2 separate regions of the Mus musculus genome follow, and region 1 is linked to region 2. Evidence: chromatin contacts called from public HiChIP or PLAC-seq data. All regions are on one chromosome and are shown on one strand. Each heading gives the region's core, a stretch centred on a gene start, on an enhancer-like site or on the middle of the called end of the contact. The rest is flanking DNA. Distances are from core to core; before and after follow the strand shown.

Evidence for each region. HiChIP or PLAC-seq counts read pairs in DNA pulled down with a chosen protein or histone mark.
Region 1: a CTCF HiChIP or PLAC-seq map of the NIH/3T3 cell line shows a contact between it and region 2, with 7 read pairs. The contact joins two enhancer-like sites. A contact is called at or near these places in 1 of 15 datasets of contacts at CTCF or cohesin (the NIH/3T3 cell line), 1 of 484 Hi-C or Micro-C datasets (embryonic stem cells) and 2 of 115 datasets of contacts at active chromatin or transcription factors (embryonic fibroblasts and pancreatic cancer cells).

The regions. Positions count from the first base shown.
Region 1 is chr3:65,882,186-65,887,203 of GRCm38.p6, forward strand. No RefSeq gene overlaps it. Among named protein-coding and RNA genes, the nearest start is that of Gm35039, 44 kb to the right of the region's middle. Within about 2 kb of position 2,581, at least 56 of the 459 cell types and tissues checked have an H3K27ac peak or open chromatin away from gene starts, as enhancers often do. A contact at or near this core is called in the NIH/3T3 cell line, embryonic fibroblasts and pancreatic cancer cells, where this site is marked.
Region 2 is chr3:65,633,825-65,638,559 of GRCm38.p6, forward strand. No RefSeq gene overlaps it. Among named protein-coding and RNA genes, the nearest start is that of Mir8120, 23 kb to the right of the region's middle. Within about 2 kb of position 2,322, at least 59 of the 459 cell types and tissues checked have an H3K27ac peak or open chromatin away from gene starts, as enhancers often do. A contact at or near this core is called in the NIH/3T3 cell line, embryonic fibroblasts and pancreatic cancer cells, where this site is marked.

The DNA of each region.
Region 1 (5,018 bases), core at 1,331-3,830, 250 kb after region 2:
CCTTATATCAGATGTGTAATTGATAAATATCCATTCCCATTCTGCTTTGTCAGGATGGTGGTGTCACACTGCTCTAGCCCTGTGCCTCCCTGCTGTCATGCGCTCAACCATGATGAGCATGGACTCACCCTCTGAAACTGTAAGTTCCCATTAATGCTTTCTTCTGTAACTCTCCTTGGTCCCAGTGTCTCTTCACCACACTGGAAAAGCAACTAACACAGATTCATTTGAAAGATATGAAATACAGCCAGTGATAGTGACTCACACCTTTGAACTCAGCACTCGGAAGGCAAATGCAAAGGCAGTCAGATCTCTCTGAGTTCAAGGCCAGCCTGGTCTACAGAGTGAGTTCCGGGACACCCAGAGCTACACAGAGAAATGCTATCTCAGAAAACAAAAAGGTAAAACAGAGGGTGGGGTAGAGGGGTGAAGGATGTGACTGGACTCAAGTCCTGTCTTGTTCCAGCATCATGTTGTAGACCAAAAGACCTAAACAGGTAGAAAAACAGGAAGGAAAACAGCAAGCACTGAAAGTTGAAGAGAAACACAGCCAGATCTCTGTGCTGGACACCCAGAAGTCGGCAGAAGCTTGAGCCAGATCTGAGGAAGCAGGATGCTTCTGAGGAAGGGCATTAGAAAGGAGCCTTGCAGCAAAATGAGTGGATAGCTGCCAGTGTGTTACCAGCTGGTCTACCCTGTAGTTAGAAACAACTTTTTATAATACAGAAAATCGCAACGGATCTTCCAGAAGGAAACTACCCACAGGTCTCTGGAAGTTAGAGTCTTTGATTTTATAACATTATGAAGACCATCTGAGCTGGCTAATGTATGTCTACTTGACACAAGCTAGAGTCATCAGAGAAGAGGAAAACCTCAACTAAGAAAAAAATAGGCTGTAGGCAAGCCTATAAGGCATTTTCTTAAGTAGTGATGGGTGGTGTGTGTCTAGACCATTGTGGGTGGGGCCATCCCAAGGGCTGGTGGTCCTGATTTCTATAAGAAAGCAGGCTGAGTAAGCCATGAGGAGCAAGTTAGTAAACAGCACCTCTCCATGACCCCTGCGTCAGCTCCTACCTCCAGGTTTCTCCCTTGTTGGAGTTCCTGTCCTCACTGCTTTTGATGATGAATTGTTATACCAAACCATAGTGAAACAAACACTTTCCTCCTAAGTTGATTTTGATAATGGTGTCTCATCATAGCAATAGTAACCCTAACTAAGACACATCCAAATCTCTCCTTGAGATTTTCACCACCACTGGTCTCAGGGTATGTGTCCTGATCATCTATTTCTTGGATAATTATTTACTATGTTCTAAAGGTATGCAAACCAACATATGCAAATGTATTGATGTTAACACTGGGTAGCCAGAACTAGTGCTCATTCCAAACTATGAGAAAGATCCTGCTGGGTGGTGGTGGCGCACGCCTTTAATCCCAGCACTTGGGAGGCAGAGGCAGGTGGATTTCTGAGTTCGAGGCCAGCCTGGTCTACAGAGTGAGTTCCAGGACAGCCAGGGCTACACAGATAATCCCTGTCCCCGGAAAAAAAAGAAAGAGAGAGAGAGAGAGAGAGAGAGAGAGAGAGAGAGAGAGAGAGAGAGAGAGTCCCACAGAGACAGGAAAAGGCACAAGTATACATTGGCCTTGCTCTATCCTGGATCTTTCTTTTTTCTCCAGAAGATTTATTTTTATATAACATGTCTATCTGTCTGTCTGTCTGTCTGTCTGTCTGTCTGCTTATAAAAGCCAGAAGAGATTGTCTGATAGTCTGAAGCAGAAGTTGCATGTGGTTGTTAGCTCCCTGACATGGGTGCTGGGAACAAAACTCAGGTCATCTGGAATTGCAGAAAGCACCAAGACATTTCTACCCCTGTACTGTGCTTTCGTAGTCATGGGCTCTCGTTTTATTTATGTAATTTGGAGGACACTATTTCGAAAAGTCAAGGAAATGAACATTCCAGGAGACAAAGTAACCTGACTAAAGTCACCCAGCTAATAATCAGTGAACCAAGGATTTGAACTGACTCCCGGGCATACAGAACACAGTGTGTAGCCCGCAGAACCCAAGCAGATATAAGGTACACACAATCTTAGTCGACAGCAAAATTCTTGACAAATATTTCTTTTTACTACTTTAACATTACAGATTGGGTGAGTTCCAATTCACACAAGTTCAGAATTTTAAGTCATTTAAGTACATCAGAATTCACGGGATTCCAGAAGCAAAACTGGCTCTGAGATGCCCCAGAGCACCACAGGCAATGGTGACTCCATGCGCAATTTCCTATTTCAGCACTTGGCCCAGGTACCTCACACAGGACTGAAGATGAGAAGGAGATACCTAGGCAAATCTGCCTAATTTCCCTGAACTCTGTGTAGTCCAAGTACCGCAGCTTGACACATCCATATGGCTTTGCTTTCTTGGGCAATTGCAGCCTTGGCAGAGAATGAGAACACCCGCCCTTGACAGGAACTGTATGTGAATGAAAGGCTTCAGGTGCTGGGCTGGCTCCCGACTCCTCTGCAAAAGGAAGTGCCTCCCACTTGGCTTGGTGCAGCGATGGTACAGGTGAGTCACCACATTGCCAGCCAGGCAAGTATTTTAAGAAACATGAAGTGTAAGCAGGAACCAGCAGAGAAGGACGAGGACTGAAGTGTCGCCATTAGCTCCGAGGGTGTCTTGTTGTCATGGTGCTAGGAAAATCACTTCCACTTAGAGTTCCACTCACCAGCTGTTTTGCTGGAACTTTTTTGCACGGGAGGCTGGTAGCCACCCCAGCACAGGCGTGGGCCACGGGTGTGCACACATGAACACCTGTAGCAGACACCCACTCCAGAGGCCTTACATTGCTTGTCTGACGCATGCCCCTACCTCGTGTGACATAATCGGAAGCTTTGGAGTAGAGTCAGCAACAAGAAGAACCACCTCAACCTCTGTTTCCCCTCTGGCATACCACCGTTGCCCATCCTTTGAAACACTATTTCAAGGCTCAGGCCTTCGACCAAAGGTTTGCAGCCTTCCCAATGCTGTGACTCTTTAATACAGTTCCTCATCGTGTGGTGATGCCCCAACCACCAAATTATTATCGTTGCTACTTCGTAACTGTAGTTTTGCTACTGTTTTGAATCATAACGTTAATATCTGATATGCAGGTGGTCCTAAGGTGACCCCTGTGAAAACGGTTTGATCCCCCCAAAGGGGTTTTGACCCACAGGTTGAGAACCACACACTGCCTTAGACCATTATGGGGGTAGATTACTTCAGGTTCAGCCAGAAGCAGGGGTTGAGGGTGGGATGAGGAAAATCTCCCCCAAAAAGTAACACTGGGACTCCTTGCCAGCCTGCATTCCATAGCGTGCTGCTAGGAAGATGACTCCCCACAGCCTTTCTTGGTATCCACAACTGCACTGCACTGAAGGGAAGGGCAGATGCTGACTGCTGCCCAGAGGCGGCTTCTGTGGGACTGTTCCTTTCTTGGATACCATCAAAACCCCAACCAACAAACAAACAAAAAAGTCTGAATGAGTGTTTAGGAATGATTGACCAGTGTGAGCAATTAGGCCTCCTCTTCCTGGATGTTTATAGCCTGAGACATGAGACAGCTCACCCTCAGAGACCTCCTCCTAAAACTAGCTTACCCCTCCCCTGTGCAGTACCTAGCAAACACAGTGAGGTTTCATGTTGCAGCTGTTAGAGAACCTCACCTGCTCCCAGTTTCATTATATCTGTCCTTTCTTCACTTTCTTGTGATCCAAACAGCGTTGCAGAATTCAAACTGCACACTTCATGGTGGTAATACATGTGCTGAAAAATCCACAGTCCCTAATTCAAATCCCAGGGGTGAGTTAGGCATGGCAGAATTGGGGGAATCTGATAAAAAGTCAAAGAATGTGCATACCTCTGGCTACATGACACCCTATAGCATCTGCAGCCACATCCTGTGTTCATTTCTCTAAATGTCTCTGTTGCAGAAATAGAATGTAGGGAGCCTATGTCAATTCAAGAATGACCTTTGTATCAAGTGTGCTCATTTCAGGACATATTTTGCTTCCACATAAGTTATAAGTGCATTTTTTTTCTTTTTGGTACTCAGATCTCTTGGGGTTTTGAAACTGTAAAGTTGCTTCCTCTTCATCATAGAGATGAACAGCCTGGGAGGGAGGTTTGCCACATTGGTTAATCTATAGGAGAGATGAGGCTGAGCTCCTAACCCCCAGTGAGGCTCCGGAATCCATGGACACATGGAGTGGTGGCTAGTCTTGGTTGTCAATGTGACTATATCTGAATTGAGCTACAATCCAGAAATGGAGGGCATGCCCGTAAAAATTTGTCTGCTTTGTTTGAAGTGGGTGAATCTATTTCTAATCTGGACCTTTGAGGCAGGAAGCCACACCTTTGATCTGGATCCTGAACCTGGAAGACACCAGTCTTTTACTTGGATCTTGAGATGGGAAGACATACCTTTAACATGGCCCATACCTTCTGCTGGAAGTCTACCCAAGAACATAGAAAAAGGAGCTCTTGCTTTTTAACATTCTTTTTTTTTTAAAAAAAGATTTATTTAGCCGGGTGTGGTGGCGCACGCCTTTAATCCCAGCACTCAGGAGGCAGAGGCAGGCGAATTTCTGAGTTCGAGGCCAGCCTGGTCTACAAAGTGAGTTCCAGGACAGCCAGGGCTCCACAGAGAAACCCTGTCTCGAAAAACCAAAAAAAAAAAAAAAAAAAAAAGATTTATTTATTTTATGTATATGGGTACACTGTAGTGTACAAATGGTTGTGAGCCTTCATGTGGTTGTTGAGAATTGAACTTTAGGACCTCTACTCGCTCCAGTCAGTCCCACTCGCTCCAACCCAAAGATTTATTTATTATTATAAATAAACACACTGTAGCTTTCTTCAGACACACCAGGAGAGGGCATCAGATCTCATTACGGATGGTTGTGAGCTACCATGTGGTTGCTTGGATTTGAACTCAGGACCTTTGGAAGAGCAATCAGGGCTCTTAACCGCTGAGCCA
Region 2 (4,735 bases), core at 1,072-3,571:
GCACAACTGGCTTCCCTTTGGATCCAGTCATTCTTTGAAAAGAAGATTTTAAAGCATAAATCCTGATAGAACCTTTGAAACCATTTGGTGTTCCTGTGCATAGATTAAAGAACTGTAGACAATATTACCCACGGATTTTTTTTTCTTCAGCAAGCCACACTCCTTGTGCAAAGGAATGCAAACTATTTAGACCAGCACCATAGAAGAGAAATATAATGTAAACAAGCTCGAGGCACATTTATGATCTTAAGCTTCCAGATAGCCACACTGTAAAAAGCAAAAGGATAAAGTCAAGCTTAATATCTTTTATTTAGTTTGTTACACCCCAAATATTACCATGCTTGCTTATTCACAAGCAATAATCAAGGATTACTGAGCTGCGTGCATTTGGGTTGAGTTTTCAACATGATGTTTTGGAAATATGCTACGTATTTTTAAGACTGGGGATGCAGCTCAGTGGTGGAGTGTTTGCGTGCACCGAGTCCTGCATTTGATTCCTACTACTAGAAAAAGAAAATTCTACTGACTGTGTATTTTACATCAGTGCAGAAGACAGACCCCTGTCTCTTCCTGGTCAGTAGCTACCAGGGCTTATGGCTGCCTGTACTAGATGGTGCACCTTGGAGATGCAAAAGGTTAGAAGATGTGGGCGAGGCTAATGAACTTGGGAGGGAAGTAGGGACAAATACAACAGGTTTGGCACGCTGGAAATTCTTTGATGATCCAGGAAATGGTGATGTTACCAGGACATCAGCTCATGCTGCCAAAATGGCAGCTCTGCAGGTGATTTATTAAGATGCACAAATAACCCAACAGAATGATCCCACTTCAATAAACGTCTTTTTTACTTCTGCTTGCTTGTTTTTTTCTTTTTTTCTCTTTCTTGAAGCAGACTGACAATCCAGTGTAAGGAAAGCTGGGGTGTAGGGTGACACAAATTATGCCCAATGATTATAATCATCTTGCTCTCGTAACCACACCTAGAGCAAAGGATCTGGCAATTTTATGGTGTGGAACTGAAGCAGCCTCCGGCCCCTTGGGGGTAGACACACAAAATAGAGGTTTCTGAGGTGCATTCCTGTGTTTTACAGATGGACGAGGAGGAGGCTGCAGAGAGCCTGAGGGCAGAAACTGTCTGGACAGACCACGCTATCAAAGAGCATTGGAAAGGCTGCTCTGCATCCTGTCCAGTTTCACACACAGTTCCTGGATGTCTCTCTGGGACCCCCAAAGGGCTCTACCACTGGGCTACTGATTCTACTTCTAGCTTCAACCCGATTCTCTGGAGTCAGAATCAAGCATATCTTTAAAAAAAAAAGAAAGAAAGAAAGAAAGAAAGAAAGAAAGAAAGAAAAAAAAAGAAAGAAAAAAGAAAGAAAGAGAAAGAAAAATTCTTCCGTTGGGTGTGATGGTGCATATCTGTGATCCCAGCCCCCAGGAGATAGAGTCAGGAGAGCCTGGCCAAGCCAAGCCTGATGTCACATGAGATCCTTTCTCATCCCCCCCCCCCCCAAAAAAAAACCCTAAAAAACAAACAACAACAAAACCAATCCAACCACTACCAACACCACGACTAAATGTCTTGGCCACTTGTCAGGACCACTGTGATCTAGAAATGTGAGCATGTGAAGTCATAAGTTGAGATCTTGTTAAATGTTAAATATGGTAAAGTTAAAGAGACCTACTGGGATAGATGCTTTAAATTTTAAAGGAAAACAAAATATACAAAGTCTTCTACCACCTGATGAAAACAGAGATGCTGTTTATTTGAGAATCTCATGGTATATTAGTAAATTTTAAATCATGATAATATAAACTCGAGCTGTCCAGAGACTAGGATGAAATCCTACACGCTGGAGCACAAACAACTGGGTGAGTTTGTATGCTATCTGTGTCACTAAAGTGTCCCCACAACCATCACCTGCATGACTGCCACCTTCATTATCTCCACTACCAGCATGCCTGCCTTGCCATTAATCTGCTGTTGGGAAAACAGTCCATGAAAGTAACGTTTTCTGGGGGCATTTGCTCTGTACTCAGGTCTCTGTCTTCCCAGCAGGTTGTAGAGTCCTGGGGTGGTATAAAATTGGAAAATGCAACATTTGTAAACCAATGCACAATTTAAACAATTTCTTGCTCTTTTTCAAATGATGCAGCATTACTTGCTGAGCTAGAATAGAAGGATCTAGGAAAGCAATTAACTTAGGAGGGTGAAAAATGTGACCCAAGGACAATGACGATAGCTGAAAACCCACAGGGAGTAACTCGATAAAGACGCCTAGGACGTAATTCATAACAGAGGACGTCGGAGTGTGGAGGAGTGTTGGGAAAGGTGATGACTCATATTCCCTGCACAGTGTACAAGCTCAAAATAGTGAGGCTGTTCCTACAGGCAAATGGGAGCTGCAGCCCCCGGCTAGGGATGATCTTTCGCTTTGTGCTGTCTGAGTCTAATACTACTTTTCATGGCAGTTGTGTGTTGCCCGTGGTCACTTTACAAGCAGAAGGGGCATTCATCTATGTGTGTGATCTGGAGGAAGTTTTCTAATTCCCTGAGCTTGTGTCTGCAAAACAGAGATGATGTAGATGAAGTTAGAAGTGAGTAATTTATGAGGTGAGTTCTTTAGTATATATGAGGAGTGCAGATCTAACAACTCTAAATGCTTGTATCTTTATCCACCCTCTCGACTTCCCTAGCAAATACTCACAATTACTTTCTAAAGTGTAGGAATGAAGACACCAAGGCTCCTCAAGGTTTAAAAAAAAAATCACACAATTTGTAGAAAACTTTCTAGTGTACAACCAGACTTCTTTAATGTGTGAATTGTGTTTTCCAACAGCTTAACATCAATAGAAGTTGAAAGCTGTCAATACAAACTACAAACACACAGGAAACCCCACAAGTCTGGAGTAACTGGGCCATTTCAAGAATGTAGTCATAGAATTTTCAAGTAATACAGTAACCAGAAAAATGAGTAACAAGGGCTGTCCGTTTAGGCCCAGATTTAGTTAATAGATAAAAATGATTAGCATATCTAAGAAGGTCTCATCTTGCCCACACACTGAATAGATGTTTTATAAATAAAAGAAACCTCCAGTATTGAAAAACAAATTATTTTCTCTGCTGAGTAAACCTCCCTTTCAAACATTCTTTGTTCTTCATCTACTAACTAAGCCCTTCATGAATATACTTCAGCCCAGTCTCTGTACAAATGATTTTTTTCAAAGTAGAGATTTAAAATGTCCAAATTAAAAAAGGTTTATTGTAAAGGTTAAAGTTTATAGTCAGCTTGATTTATTTATATTTTAAGTCTTCAGCAAATAATGTTTTGAATAACTGTAAATTTCTAAATATTTTCCAAATTTTAGATATCCAACTTGACACAAAAGATCTATTCTGGTATTTACTAAGATCTGTGAAGCGTCTGCTATGTCCTTTGTAACTATGCAGAGTTCTTGAGAAATGCAGACCCTTTTAAATATTTACACAATTTAGAACAGAAAGTGGCAGGCAGCAAATAAAGTGTTCAGGCTCTAGGCTTTGACAGGCCTGGTGTGGAGTCGGCTCTCAGTTACAGACCGGCGGCTCCCATTTACTTGGATGGATCAGACACGGCTCGGCTTGAGTGTGGAATCTTTTAGCTATTGCTGTTAATCCATGGAAAATACTTTAGTGTAATGTGTTCTCTTTTAAAGTTAATGAATTATTGCAATAAAGAACAATGGGATTTATTCAATATGGTGGCCCTGAACCATGCCAAATATTTTGTGGTTTTCTGGGAACACAACAAGGTAGTTATTGGTATCGTAATAAATGAGGGGCTTAGCGTTTCCCAGCTGCTGAACACATGATCATTACTTGGGAGGACAAATAGCAGGATTTTCTGTCCCTAAAGTGTAGCCTGCTCTAGATCTCCCTGCATAACTAGAGTGGACAACTGGTGGAGGTAATAAAAACCTATATTTCATTTATTCTCTTGATCAAATGAAGCTCTATTTAGCTGATATCTGTCCAGAGTCAGATTTTCCACAGCATGAAAGCTCTGTTTCAGGACTTTAGCTCTGTTTTGGTGCCTGTCTTCCTTTATAGAAGCTAATAAGCAGCTGACATAAAATTTTTATTGGGTGGTATTTGGTTTTTACTGCAAGTTTATGGATATTACTAGATTTAATATTCAATAAACAAATTTTAATCACTTGCTTTATGCACAGCGAAAGGAAAATACCAGATGATGTTTTTTGAAAACTTACAGTCCAAATAGAAAGATTAAATAATGTGTTTATTGAGAACTTTATGAATAAAGTTGGAAGTACAGAAATTCTAGTCTTGGGGTTCAGTATTTTCCTCTGTCAGAGGTAATGTCAACAACCATATGGTCAGTTGGATATGGGTACTCACATGACATGTTCATTTCCCTGCAAAAATCCAGCCACACACAAATGCAGGTCTTTTGTTGTGTAATGTTTTGATTTTTTTCCCCCCAGAGGCATTAGGATTCCAATTTCTCCAAATTTTTCTAATTTTTAAAATATTGCTAGCTAATCTGAGGCTTACTAAGAACCAATGAAGTATATTGGTGAGCACTGTCATTTTACAGATATGGACTGCCCCAATCCGGATCTGTCACCCAGGACTTTAAGGCTTCTGGATTTAACTTTACCTTTTCTCAGCGAGGAAGAAATAAAAACACTGCAGTCATAAAGAGTGCATTAAGAAGCACAAGGTATCGAAACA